2 separate regions of the Mus musculus genome follow, and region 2 is linked to region 1. Evidence: chromatin contacts called from public Hi-C data. All regions are on one chromosome and are shown on one strand. The core of a region is the stretch at or near the end of the contact, and the rest is flanking DNA. Distances in the headings are between cores, read along the strand shown. Region 1 holds the start of Nefm (neurofilament, medium polypeptide). Region 2 has its middle 95 kb from the start of Nefm.

The links. Hi-C and Micro-C count contacts between places; a contact is called where the count stands out from the background.
Region 2: a Hi-C map of cerebral cortex shows a contact between it and region 1, with 2.5 times the contacts expected there. The contact joins the enhancer-like site here to the promoter of Nefm in region 1. A contact is called at or near these places in 1 of 39 promoter capture datasets (pre-B cells), 2 of 484 Hi-C or Micro-C datasets (cerebral cortex and forebrain) and 2 of 115 datasets of contacts at active chromatin or transcription factors (differentiating embryonic stem cells and embryonic stem cells).

Annotation. Positions count from the first base shown.
Region 1 is chr14:68,121,746-68,128,612 of GRCm38.p6, reverse strand. It overlaps Nefm (neurofilament, medium polypeptide), which reads left to right and starts at 3,609. Exons shown (of 3, transcript NM_008691.2): 1 at 3,609-4,873; 2 at 5,668-5,792. The coding sequence starts at 3,800. It overlaps A230070E04Rik (RIKEN cDNA A230070E04 gene), which reads right to left and starts at 4,861. Exons shown (of 3, transcript NR_045897.1): 1 at 3,785-4,861; 2 at 2,917-3,095.
Region 2 is chr14:68,216,587-68,223,558 of GRCm38.p6, reverse strand. No RefSeq gene overlaps it. Among named protein-coding and RNA genes, the nearest start is that of Nefm, 95 kb to the right of the region's middle. Within about 2 kb of position 4,113, at least 29 of the 459 cell types and tissues checked have an H3K27ac peak or open chromatin away from gene starts, as enhancers often do. A contact at or near this core is called in cerebral cortex and forebrain, where this site is marked.

The sequences.
Region 1 (6,867 bases), core at 2,360-4,859:
AAATCTCATCATAGGTAGAAGCACCCTACCCAGTGGGCAGTGTGTTTCCCTCCCTCCCTCTCTCCCTCCTTCCCTTCCTTTCTTCCTTCCAGAGCTTTTTGCTGCCACTCTCCATTCATTTGTGTGTGTGTGTGTGTGTGTGTGTGTGTGTGTGTGTGTGTGTGTGTGTGTAACCTTAAAAGAAAAAAGCAAGGAAGTAAAAACAGGAAGAGAAATATGATTGATATATATATATATTCATTTTGACCCAATAAATGAACCTCTTGTACAAATATTGTATTTCCATTTTCAATCAAGAACTGTCCTGACTCTCAGTAAAAACAGCTTGACCATTAAAAACATGCTGCAAATTAATATAACAACACCACTCCAATTCATCTGTGCTGAGCTCGAGCTATGGAATTACTCCCAGAGAAGCTCTAGCGCTTTTTAAAACCTAAGTCTCCTTCTTCAGGTTTTTCTGGAATTGATTCACCAGCAGCAGACCCTCAAATTCCTTATAGTGCTTTCCACTTAACCCAAGTTAACATTCACATTTCACCTAGTGAAGGAAATAGAAATAGGAAAAAAAATGTTCTTCTATTCTCCAAAAGGCAATTCAAAACAAACAACAATTTAAAGATAATTTCATTAAAACTCTTATATCTGAATCATATATATCCTTCTTTGAATAAACCACAAAAGTACTCTCCTAAACTCAATGCCAGCCCCACATTGCAGTAAAGCCAGGTACCCTTTCTCGCTCATTTTCTCTGTTGCTTGTATGTTACAGTTGTATAGCTATAATGTCACCAAAAGAGGAAATATGCAAACCATTTCTCTCTATGAAAAATATTAAGGAAGTAAATTTTTTTCAGAAGCTCAGGAGAGAAAAGGGGAAAAAAAGAATAGCTCCCATAGCCCTTTTAAAATTAATAATAATAATTTTTAAAAGACTGTATGGTGGATTTACCCTTCAAGTCACCTTCAGGACAAATACAGAAATGAAAGAACAAAGTAAAAAGTGAAAGGCTGCAGAAAAGTACGGTGGGACTGAAGCCCTAATTTTTAAACCATTAGCACACTGTCCCCTTAACAGAGGAACTTATAAGTCCCTGTATCATTCCTTAAGGCCTAGATTAATCAATAGTTCAGGTGACATTGCAGCTAAAATGTTAAGCTATCAGCACCAGGTTTAGCCTAAGTAATTGGCCATGACTTTGTTTGCAAGCAGCACTTTCCTTTCTGCAACTGGTTGGATGTTTAACAATTTTCGAGCTGGTTTAGACAAGAGGCAAAACAGGCTGATGGTGAAATTAAACACATGTTTCCTTGTAAATGTCTCTGCAGAGTCATCTCATTGCCAAAGCCCCGCAGAAAACTCGCAGCTGAAGCCTGTTTGCTACCCATGTGCTCTCACTGCAGGGAGCTTTCCCCATGAGTGTGCAGCAGGAAACTGCTGGCAGCTTTATTTATCTTAGTAAAAGCAGGCAGCCGCACAGGGCTCAAGGAAAAATGTCGCATAGTTCGGATGCAGCGATTTCTACATGGCATCCTGCTGAGGTTCCACCCTGCTAGCCCACACCTGACAAGCCCAGGAAGTTTTTATTTTCATTTACTTTTTCCATAGGAAATCGATAAATTTGGGGTTTTACAATATTTACAAGTTAGTCGTCCACTTTGTGGAACGCCATTTTTGGGGACTTGAGTCTGGGCTCTCTCTGCTTGAGCAGTAAGCAATACTCAGCAGATCAGATCCGCCTCATACCCAGCCCCCTCACCCTCCACCCCCGCAGCCCGCAATGCTGCAGTTTCACATTCGAGATCCAAAAGTTAACTCCTTAAACGAGCCTTTTTTCCTTTTAAAAACTCGCTTCTATCTTAAAATGTATGGGCTGGGAGCTTATAAAACTACAAAATCAAAGCCTCAGAAAGGGAGGCGTCTGTGATTACTTACTGATGACTACAACTCTGTCACATAATGAAGCAGAGGTTAGAGAATATATGCCCGAAAAGGTACAACAGTCTGCCTTCTCTGCTTCCAAGCGCTGGTTTATTCTGACCCACAGTAAGCATTTCACAACGCCCACTCCTTCCTGTGACACCCCCCACCCCACCCCCACCCCCACCCCCGCAGGACTGCAGTCCATCTCTCACTTTCTCTGTCAAGACTCTGAACTTTTTCACTCTGAATCTTCCCAAACTGTAATCCAAAATAGAAGGACATTTTCAGTTCAAATATACAGTCAAAGGAAACCCCTGTAGAATGTTTGTTTAAATAAGCATGCTTAAGGGATGGTGGGTCCAAATCGGTCATCAAAATCAACATAAGGAAATAGGTTGCGTTTTTAAATGGGGGCAGAGGGACCACCTGGCTTATTCAAGACTGAGATGAGGCTGTCCAGTTACCTTTCAATTAATTTAAAACTAATTCAGTTGCCCTGTCGGTTGTAACAGTACACGTAAGTAGTACCCAGACAGAAAGATGACTATGCAGTTTTCAAACTTAACATACACACTATCTCCCTGGGTTTTTTTTTTTTTTTCATCTCGGATTTCCCCTTCCCGGTGAGTAGTTGACCTTCAAATTTCAGGCCTTGTGTCTCCTCCTTCCCTAACATCCCTCACTTATTGGTAAAGTCAAACTGGGTTTCAAGTCTCTATTTTCCTTAACTGAGTTGAATGGCTTTTAGTTGATTTCAAAATCTGCAGTCTGTTCATTGTGCCAACTCTGCACTGTCTTAGTGTGGGATTTCCAGCTTGTTCCCTACAAACAAACAGCCCCTACAAACAGGTTTAATAGTATTCACTGGAGGAGATGAGCCAGAAGTGACCCTCCTCTGGACTCTGGTAGGCTGCGAACCCAGCAGAATCCCATGGGCACGCCTGGGCGCTGTCCTTGGTGCTGCCGGATCCTTGGGCGTCACAGCGCCTTACCTGCTGGAAGCTGCAGTCGTCCCCCAACAGTTAAGCAGACTGGAGTGCCACTTTCCACTTTTAACACAAATGACTACCCCGGCCTGTCTTCTTTGTCCCCTTTCCGGAGGTTTCCGGCGGGCCATTCCTCAAAAACTCTCTCTTTTTTTTCTTCTGCATAACTCTCAGCTCATCTCTTGCTGCTTTAAGACGAGGAGTGGGGGGGGGGGGAGACAAGAAAGACAAGGATGGATGGGGGAACAAAAAGAGAGTTGGGGGTTAAGGGGTGAAAGTCGAGGCTGCAAAGAAAAAAAGTCCCAGGGGAAAGGGCTTCAAGGGAAATGCCGGATGAAGAAAAAAAAAAAAAAGTAGAGGGAGAAGGGCCTCGTGGAGAGGTGGGAGGGGTGTGTGTGATAAAGAACAGCGGACCCTACGGCCAAAAGTAAGGAAGAAAGAGACTAAGAGGTAGGGGGCCAGACGAAAGTCAGGAAGCCAGAGAAGAGCTGCTCAGAGGGCCGAGAGTGGCGAGACAAAGAAAGGGCGCTGGGAAAGGGCACTTGCGCCAAAGCTGTGAACTGCAAACTGCTGGTGAAAAAGCAGAGAAGGGCAAGCTACCGGGTGACAAGAGGTCTGGAACTCAAGGGGACGCTAGGAAAAGGCCGGCCCGGCGACACCCAAGTGTGGGGTCCAGTGTGGTGCGGGCCCACGTGGAGCGGCCGCTGAATCACCGCAAGGCTTGTCTCCCCCTTCCCCCCACCCCCGGCCCGGTACCCGCAGTCCCCGCCTCCTCGGCCGCCGCCTCCACGGGGCGGGGCCCTGGCCCGGGACCAGCTGCTCCGCTATAAAGGGGCTGCGGCGAGGCCGGCAGAACGCTGTGACAGCCACACACCCCAAGGCCTCCAAGATGAGCTACACGCTGGACTCGCTGGGCAACCCGTCCGCCTACCGGCGGGTCACCGAGACCCGCTCCAGCTTCAGCCGCGTGAGCGGTTCCCCGTCCAGCGGCTTCCGCTCGCAGTCCTGGTCCCGCGGCTCGCCCAGCACCGTGTCCTCCTCCTACAAGCGCAGCGCGCTCGCCCCGCGTCTCGCCTACAGCTCGGCTATGCTCAGCTCGGCCGAGAGCAGCCTCGACTTCAGCCAGTCCTCGTCGCTGCTCAACGGCGGCTCCGGCGGCGACTACAAACTGTCCCGCTCTAACGAGAAAGAGCAGCTGCAGGGGCTGAACGACCGCTTCGCCGGCTACATCGAGAAAGTGCACTACTTGGAACAACAGAACAAGGAGATCGAAGCAGAGATCCAGGCACTGCGGCAGAAGCAGGCCTCGCACGCCCAGCTGGGTGATGCTTACGACCAGGAGATCCGAGAGCTGCGCGCCACCCTCGAGATGGTGAACCACGAGAAGGCTCAAGTGCAGCTGGACTCCGATCACTTGGAGGAAGACATCCACCGGCTCAAGGAGCGCTTCGAGGAGGAGGCGCGGCTGCGGGACGACACCGAGGCTGCCATTCGCGCGCTGCGCAAAGACATCGAAGAGTCGTCGATGGTTAAGGTGGAGCTGGACAAGAAGGTGCAGTCGCTGCAGGATGAGGTGGCTTTCCTGCGGAGCAATCACGAAGAGGAGGTGGCCGACCTGCTGGCTCAGATCCAGGCGTCGCACATCACGGTAGAGCGCAAAGATTACCTGAAGACAGACATCTCCACGGCGCTGAAGGAGATCCGCTCCCAGCTCGAGTGTCACTCAGACCAGAACATGCACCAGGCCGAAGAGTGGTTCAAATGCCGCTACGCCAAGCTCACCGAGGCGGCCGAGCAGAACAAGGAGGCCATTCGCTCTGCCAAGGAAGAGATCGCCGAGTACCGGCGCCAGCTGCAGTCCAAGAGCATCGAGCTCGAGTCGGTGCGAGGCACTAAGGAGTCCCTGGAGCGGCAGCTCAGCGACATCGAGGAGCGCCACAACCACGACCTCAGCAGCTACCAGGTAGGAACCGCGGCTGCGCGGCCGGCCTGCGCCAGCGCCAGCGCCGCGCGCCCCCGACACGACACTCGAGAGCGCGCCCAGAGGCCCTCTTGGTCGCGCTCCCTGGTGGCCGCATTCCAGTGCGCGCACGAGCTTCGCAGACGCGGGTTAGCCAAAGCCCAAGGTCTGTGCTCCGCCCCTCCTCCTTGTCCCACCCACTTGCCGCAACTACTTAGAAATTCCCATCTCCTTCAAAAACTTGCTTTCCTACGATAGATTTTACTGTAAAAGTAAAAAGGCACATTCTGGTCGTTGAGAAACACACCGTTTAATAAGCAGGAGCACAGATAGTCTCTTGTATTCCTGCCTCCTTCTTCGCTCCCCTTCCCCTCCCCCACCCATATCTCCACCCCTCCTCCTCACCCCCTTACTCTCCACTCCCCCCCCCCCCCGCCTCCAGCCGCGATGGGCGGAGCTCTCAAAGCTGGCTTCAGTCCAAAATTTGGGCGGGGATTGGGGGGGGGGCAAAGTCCGCTAGGGACCTTCCTCAGATTCCTCAGTGCTCCCTTCTAGGGGCATTCTAGGCTTGCCAGTCTCCGTGTGTGTTGTGCCTAGGAACTGTCTGGTTGATTTTTGTTGCTTTGTTTTGAATTTTACTATCATAAAAGAAGGAGGGATAGCTAGGAGGGATGTCTGCGAGGCTCATGGGACTGGCGGGGAAGGGGGAATTCCGGGGGTGGGTAGGAAAGGGCTCGGGGCAGGGAATAGCAAGTGTCTTGTGAAGGAAGTTTCTAGAGACTCCCTGTACCTTTCAGGACACCATCCAGCAGTTGGAAAATGAACTTCGGGGAACCAAGTGGGAAATGGCTCGTCATTTGCGAGAATACCAGGATCTCCTTAACGTCAAGATGGCCCTGGACATCGAGATCGCCGCGTACAGGTACAGGATCTCTGCAGACTTGGTCCAGACCCTACAGGCACTGCAGAGGCTGCTGCGAACAGCCTTCCCCACTTAAACCAAAGCTGGCCTAGTGAGACAGGCTCAGAGCCCTGACTCCCCAGCTCAGTTACGAACAGAATCCTAAGTATTACAGATACAGGTTTACCAACCTACTTCAGCTTTAAAGAGTGACTACGGAGAAGATCGGGGAGGAGGGTGGAACTGGGGGAGGGAACCAAAATATATTGTATGAAAAAGCCCAAATATGCACCAAAGAATAGTACTTTTGAGTTGCTGGGGGCGTAGCAATAGGTTTAAATTTTTGTTTCAAGCGTCTGTATGTCTGACAAGCAGATGAAGTTTTCATTTTTAGTATTTCATCTGATGGTTCTCTTTTATAAAGCCAAGGACAAACACCAGGTCATGCTTCTCTTCTCTTTCTGTTACAGCTTACTGTTGCCATCCTCTGGCTGAGACTAGATATAGGCACACTAGAATATAGGTGCACTTACTTTAAGTCTATGGATAATATACATGCATTCAATCTGGATAGAAATGTAAATTTAATATATATTTATCTACATATGTAAAGTGTGATACCCTCATATCTAGATCTAGACAAGCGTGTATGTATAAAAACATATAGAACTAGACATATAGGCAAATATAGGTTTGATCTCTTTATCTGTAAACTGGTTCTATCTAGGTCTCCTGAGTAATGCTGTCTTTCTGTTGGCCAGACTCAAAGCATACAGCTCTTGAGGAGGCAGTCACTTCCTGTAAGGCTGTTACAGCAAGAATAAGCTGCACTGTCTTTTTAAGGGAACCAAACGACTGTACCAAGAGACATTCTGTCACTGAACAAATTATAATTTGCTTCACCTATATTCGTATGTAGCTATAATTTAAATTCATCAACATTCTGACTTATGCTCAATAGTTTTAATTTTAAATTGAACATTTTATTTGCTTTTAAAACTCATAGAAATCTTGGCAATTCAAATGATGAGGGAGGACACCGTTTGGGGGACAAAGTGGGTTGGCCACTAGAGACCATTTTAGCACATTCATACTA
Region 2 (6,972 bases), core at 2,864-5,363, 94 kb before region 1:
GGCTGGAACAGCCTTCCACTATAGCAGACATCGGACATCTATGGAAGAGCAGAACACAAAAATGAGAACTGGATAGGAGGCCATTGGCTCTGAAAGTGGCTCATCACAAATCTCACCATGCTTGGACAATCCAGAGGCAATGTGGTTTCCATGGGAGCACCATGCTGGGTCTGCAGATAGAACAGGACTTATTTGTCAAGCTGTGATCTTTAGAGAAGACGTCCTTGAAGAGGCCTTCAATAGTCAATGTGAGCATCCACCATAATCCATCTGGGCCCCTCACAGCTCCACACTGCCACAAGTACCCATAATGTCACTGACCTTCTCTCAGGACATATTTAGTCAGATAATGGCAATCCTGTTGTGACAGTTGATCTCAGAGAGTGTCATCCTTGTCACCCCCCCCCCATCTCTATCCTTTTCTACCTAACCAGTTCTTAGGATCTTTATTAGTGATAGAAACCAAAGCTTGGAAACCCCCTGAATCCAGTTGGGTGGCATCCCCCTCATGGACTGCGGCACATCGGCATTCACTGTTACATTTGGATAAATAAATAGTAACAGCCCTCCAAGTGGATCGCCTGTGCACCGCTCACATTCCTCCCTACCTCCCGTTGTGAAGCAACCACTGCCCACTCCACCACACCACACCCCTGCCCCCCATTCAAGATCCATCATTTTTCTCACCATTCACCGTTCACCTTTCATCTCTTCTGCTGCTCTGCATATAAAGGACCTCCCAGCCTACAGAGCATGCATCTCCAATAGACCTTGTAACTTCTAGGAAGGGCCTTCCTCCTCCCAGTGCCAACACTCCTACCCTTGCAGAGCTCATAGTGACAGGCAAGGGAAGCACAGACTCTGCCAACAGGCCATTAGATTCCACTCCAGTAGCATCAAAAGTACTCAGAATCAACAAACAAAATGGTAAAGGAGGAAGAAGAGAAAATGCCACTCCTTGGCTCAAAACTTGACTTTCCATATTATTTTGAGTCTCAGCTAGGTATTTTCACCCAGTGAACAAGGCTTTCTCCCCATTATCCTAAGGAAAGGGACTCTGAGCAGCTCAAGGATGCTGATCAGAAGAGCAGGCCTTGCCCTTCTCCCTCATTCCCCCCTCTTGCTAAAGAACCATTAGATTGTATTCCTAAAGCTCCTCAGGTTGACTACCAAGGTTCAACTATCAAAAGTCCCTTGTGGCTCACCCAATTAACATGCCCAATTAATATTAAATACCTCATTCTAACTCAAGCTCTCCCACTTTACCTTCACTGCCATCCACCTATGGTCTATGTCTGTCCCCAGAGACAGTCCTTTGTCCCTCCCTCCTTCAAGGTAAATCCCCCTTTTCTCCCCTCTCCTTTGATCTCTTCTCCTCCCTCTTCCTCTGTCTCCTGTGTTCATCCATTATCTCAGCCTCTATCCCTCTGAACTAAGTAAATGTCCTTTGTGCTGAGAGCTTGGACTTGAGGGTCCTGAGTGGATTCCTTACACTAAGACTCATCCATTACTAAGCTCCTTCTCACCGTGTTGGATCGTGGGTAGAATTCCCTAAGCCTGTAGTATGGCCTTGGCACTGAACTCTTCAGAGCCATGATCATACCTTCTCTTCAGTTTTCTCATGGCAAGATCCTTCATCTTCAAGTCATCCCTCCCAGTAACACACAGGATCCCAAAAAAGATAAATAGCCTAGGTGGGAAGAAATGGCAAATTTTGAATAGACTTTTCCAAATAGGAACTCTTGCTAGCTACTTAAATAGAAATGCAATCAGCATTCTAGATAAGCAATAGAATATAAATTAAGGTTTCCATGAAATGCCATTCCTCACTAGACTGGCAAAGCCTCTGACAGTTGAGAAAATGGGGAGGGGGATGGAGAAATCACTACAGATGCTTCGGAAATGGCTCAGCATCCTCCAGTAGTGATGGACTGACAGATGCTAGTGAGCACTGAGATGTCGATTTCTACCCCAAAAGCATATACCCCAAGGCTCATAATCCAGAGTTAAACCCAACCTTTTTCACAGTCACATAACTCAAAACAGCCCCAAGCTGGAAACCATCCAAAGGACCTAAGCTAGAATCAATACAGACTGTTGTTAAGTATGGATACAAGATTAAGCTCCACGGCAATAAACATATGTGAAGTAGAAATGCACCTAGGAGAATGGAAGAGTATTACAACCATAATGAGCAAGTCACCAAAGAAACGGTGTGCACACACTGTGTGCATTTCAAAAATGAACACATTAGCATGAAAACAATCCAGAGGCAAATTCTGTGACAGATAAACCTGTGGAGACAAGCAGAACTGGATGGCCATCTTTCTTGGGTGAACCTCCCATCTGGCGAAGGGTCTGCTCCAACCAGGGGAGAACAACAAATGTCTACTTGGTATGACTGTTTTATGAGTATTTGCTTTGTGGTTGCTTTTATTACTGTACATACATTTCATACTGTTCTATGTGTATGAAATATTTCTAATGACCAATCTAAATCTGCCACCTTTTAATAAGAATGGAAGATTCGGTTACAGAATTTAGAGAACACCATAATGGCTTTTTATTTTACATTTCTCATGGCACTGGCTCACTTTAAATACTAATTATCTGCTGTTTGAGCTACTGCCTATGCATCTTGATAGCCGTCCACTGATGTAGTCTGACCTTCTGCTTTGTGATTTTGAACAGTCAGCAGGAGGCCTGAAATTGCATCAAGAGAAGGTACATTATGTAATATTGTAAAGTATCAGATAAGATGACAGGGTTGCAAAGCAGCAAAATGTAAATGAGACCCTCTGGATGCGAGGCATGCCTTTAATTGGAGCAAGGATGTCACATAATCGAAGTCACAATGGTCTTGTGGGAAAGTACGGAAGAATCTCTTGCTTTCTTGACTCCCATGATCCTGAGCTGCATGCTGTCCCTTGAATGATTTTCTCACCTTTGAATCCCAGTTCTGAGCAGGTGAGAATACAATTTGGCAAATGAGTTTCGGGGAGAGCATTGCCAAGGTTATTTCTTCTTTGTAGCAAATCCAGTAGCTTGAGGAATGAACACAGCTGAGTCACTATTTGAAAACATACGAAGTATTCAATCCTAAATGAAAACAGTCTAACATCAGAAACCTTACATTCATCCACTGCAGTGCCAGATACCCTTCCTAAAACGGCACTGGGTGGTGGTTGTTAGTTAGTTAGACAGTTAGTTAGTTAATTAGATAGTTAGTTAGTTAGTTAGTTAGTTAGTTAGTTAGTTAGTTAGTTAGTTAGTTAGTTAGGTGCTTGATTTGGGGGGTTGAGTTATATTGTTTTGTTTTGTTTCATTTTATTTAAACCAGCTCTCACATCTCTTTGTGACGACACACTCAAGCTGTATAAATCTGACTTCATGCACAAATGCAGCCAGAGAAAGTGTGTAAAATCTCTCATCCACAAATAAACAGGAAAATGTAGTGTTGACAACAATATACATTTCTGGTGAAATACTCTGTGGATGTGAGACTGCATACCAAAGACAGTGTGGTGACTTGGAAGGCCCTCGCGTAGAGTCCTGAGCCGTTACAGCCTGTGAGATAGTGTACTTGCCACTATCTCTATAGATGCATTCTCTGGCTGGAGAGAAGAGGCAGTTCCCTGCCAATCACGTGTGGAGTGCACAGAAGTGAGATGGAAGAAACAGAAATCATTTAATCATCCTGGGGATACGTTATCAGTAGTCGGGCAAAGCTTTAGAGAAGAGTCTCACAAACTTTGTATTTAGCCAGTGGCACTTCTCATCCCAGCTACTCATAACAGCTCCTCTCACCACATTCACTTATATTGGCCCCTTCATTCCTACCAGTAAAATCTGTAACTCAACTGAGGATTACTTTCTAAGCGGTAACTAAGGAAAACAAGTAAACAAGCAGAACAAAGGTAGAAACATTGAGCCAAACTGAGAGTTCATATTTTCTTCTGTGCAAGTGAACTCGTGCAAAAACAAGGATTTCTTATTGGCTTATTTTAAAGCTTAATGTAAAAACCGCATTGGATTGAGAGCCCTGCTGACTACCCAGCCTATAACATATGCTTTGGTGTTTACTCGACTAACACTGAGGGCTGGCTCATGCCCAAATCTCTCCAGGACCTCCTGTGTCAGCAGCCTTTCAAGATGGACCCAACCAGTCCCAGCAACTGTAGGAGGGGGCAATGTCAAGTTCTTCCCTGAGCAAGGTAACCTGGATCACCACGCTGAGTCGGAATCCACGACCTTGGCCTTGTTAGCTGAGCTCTAACTGGGTGAGGTTATAGGTCCAGATGGCAAGAAGATGTAGAACACGTTGCAGAAGTCACTCTGTACTTTCTGAAAACTAAATGTTTTTGATGACATGTGCTGCCCTTCCCCCCACCAGGTACTCATTGCACGGTTCTACAGAAGCGAAGGGAGGGAGACAGATGGCCAAGCTGGAGGGAAGGGGAAAAAAAAAGAACAAACTTAAAGAGGGGTAAATACTTAAAGGAAAAGGTTAGGATTCTGAGCAGTGCCCAGAAAATGTAAACTATAATAGAAGGATAATAATTCTCAAAGGCTGAGAAACTTCCCCTTACACCTCAGTCATTGCTGCACAAAGCCTGGCTATCCATATGAAATATCTCCTCTTCAATAGAGCACATTACCATCAAAACAAAATATAGCACATGATTAGAGCAGTAAATATTCATGAAACTCCTCCAACCATAAACTATGTTGAAGGCAGAGAAGGTAATGTCTAACGTACGGTCACTTGAGACTATCTAAGCTGTAGGAATCGGGGACAAGGCCACAGGCTGGCTCGGGACACCCACTGCAGCAAAGGTAGAGTTCTTCCCAACCCTGTTACTAAGGAAATTTTCAGAGCCAGTCTATAAATAGCCCCAGCAGAAATGAGGCTCAGCAAGAGAGCTGTGGCCCTGCATGCTGCTGCTGCTGCAGGAGATTCAGCTCAGAACATTTTTTTTCCTTTCCACTTAACTTTTATAGAGAGTCAGAAAGGAAACACACACACACACACACACACACACACACACACACACACACACAGAGGAAAGAACTCTGAAGAAAAAAAAAGCTAGATAAATGCCCAGCTTGGGAGCCCAAGACTGCAATGCCTAAGCTTTACGGGACTCTTCCTTACACTCACACAACTGGGAATATTGCTTTTGATGCTAAGCAGGGTACGGCACCTGATGCCATGCTTCCGGGTTGGTACCTGCAATCTGCTCATCCTGGGTCCATGGAGAGAGGTTGAGTCCACTAATCTAATGTCTTCCCTTGTAACGAACATCCTGATTCCCTTGCATACTCGGCCCCACCTTTACATGTCCTAGGGATATATTTTATCTGACAGTGATTCTATTTCAGCACTCCTTCTCCCACACAGCACCATTTTTGCTTCCATTTCCCAGAATCTCTTGTGTTCTCTTCTGAAGGGGTTCCCACCGAGCCACTTGGGAATACTGATTTAAAGAGATGGAGAGGTCCTGAGGAATGGCTGTTATAGAACTCACTAGACACCATTCCTGCATGAAGTTTTATCAAAGTTGCTTCGTTTAGAAACACCAATCCTGGCAACTGGTAAATATGTGGATAGGGGACGCTCACTGCAGCATCTGCCAGGAAGCCTTGTTCCTTTGAAATGCATGTGCCCCACGGTTCTATGACCTTGTCTTTAAAACTGAAGAAGCATCCCACCAGAGCCTACTTAAGCTTCCCTGATGTCTGCTTTTACTACTTTCTGAAAGCAAAGTCTGGATCCTTCTCTGAACTAATATGCAAAAATCATTGAAAGTAAGTTACACAGGATATAATAAACAGATTATATGGAGATTGACTCTGTAAGAATAATCAATGAAAGCTTTAAAGATTGCCCCCTTAAAAAATATCAAAACATAAGACAAAACTACATTACAGCACCATATAAATATAGACAAGCAAATCAATCATATAGAGAAGAAAATGTGTAGAGGATTATATATTGATTTACATATATGAATATAAATTTAGATGACAATGTGATATTTTAAAGGCATGGAAAAGGCTACTGCAGCCATTATATACATCAAATACCAGTTATATTATTTACCATGTATTTAATATAAAGATAAACTCAATTAAAATATAAAATAATGACTTGAAATATAGAAATTTAATTTTTGAAACTTCATGTATGACAAAAAGAAGAAAACTAAGCAAGTCATATAACCACACACATGCACACACACACACACACAAAACACATATAACTATGCAAATAAATCATTAATATGCTTGACTGTATACATATTAAGTCATCAGTATCCTTGATTATCAGGATTGGTATAAGAGGTTAGAAAAGCCCCACAGAGCCAAAGACAGGCTTAAGGAAGGGCAGGCACTCCAACTAAGGTTCTAGTTTCAACTTCCAAATGGCCTTTCCTCTTGTGCATATGGCTATGGTCCTGATTGTCCCACTAATCATATTATCAACCAAAGGCCACAGACTTTTGTCTTACTTTAGCTCCTAAAACATTCTGGCAAATCAAGCCCAGCTCTTGTCCTGTCTTAGCTTCCTAAGACCCATGAGAAGACATGCCAGCTCATTGCAGCAGAGAAAGCACAATAGAGCTCAGTTTCAGCTGTAGCTCCCAAAAGAGCCTGTGACTCAGCTGCAGCCCACCTGAGCCACCGTTCAGGACCAGTGCCTCTTTACAGTGACTCACACAATGATCCAGTAGGATTTGTCCCTGGGAACCAGGAGAAAACACATCTAGTAGCTTTGAACCTGGCAGCAAGCTCACTATCTATGAATGCTGAAATAGACTATCATCCTACTCTGAAGCCCACAGGCCATGATGGGAGAGACATTTGGTCCTGAGTGATCCAGCCCATTCAGAGACCAAGTAGGAGCCATACACTGAAGCCTCAGGTAACAAGCAAATAAACTATGAACCCAGGAGTCACATGACCCAGTTC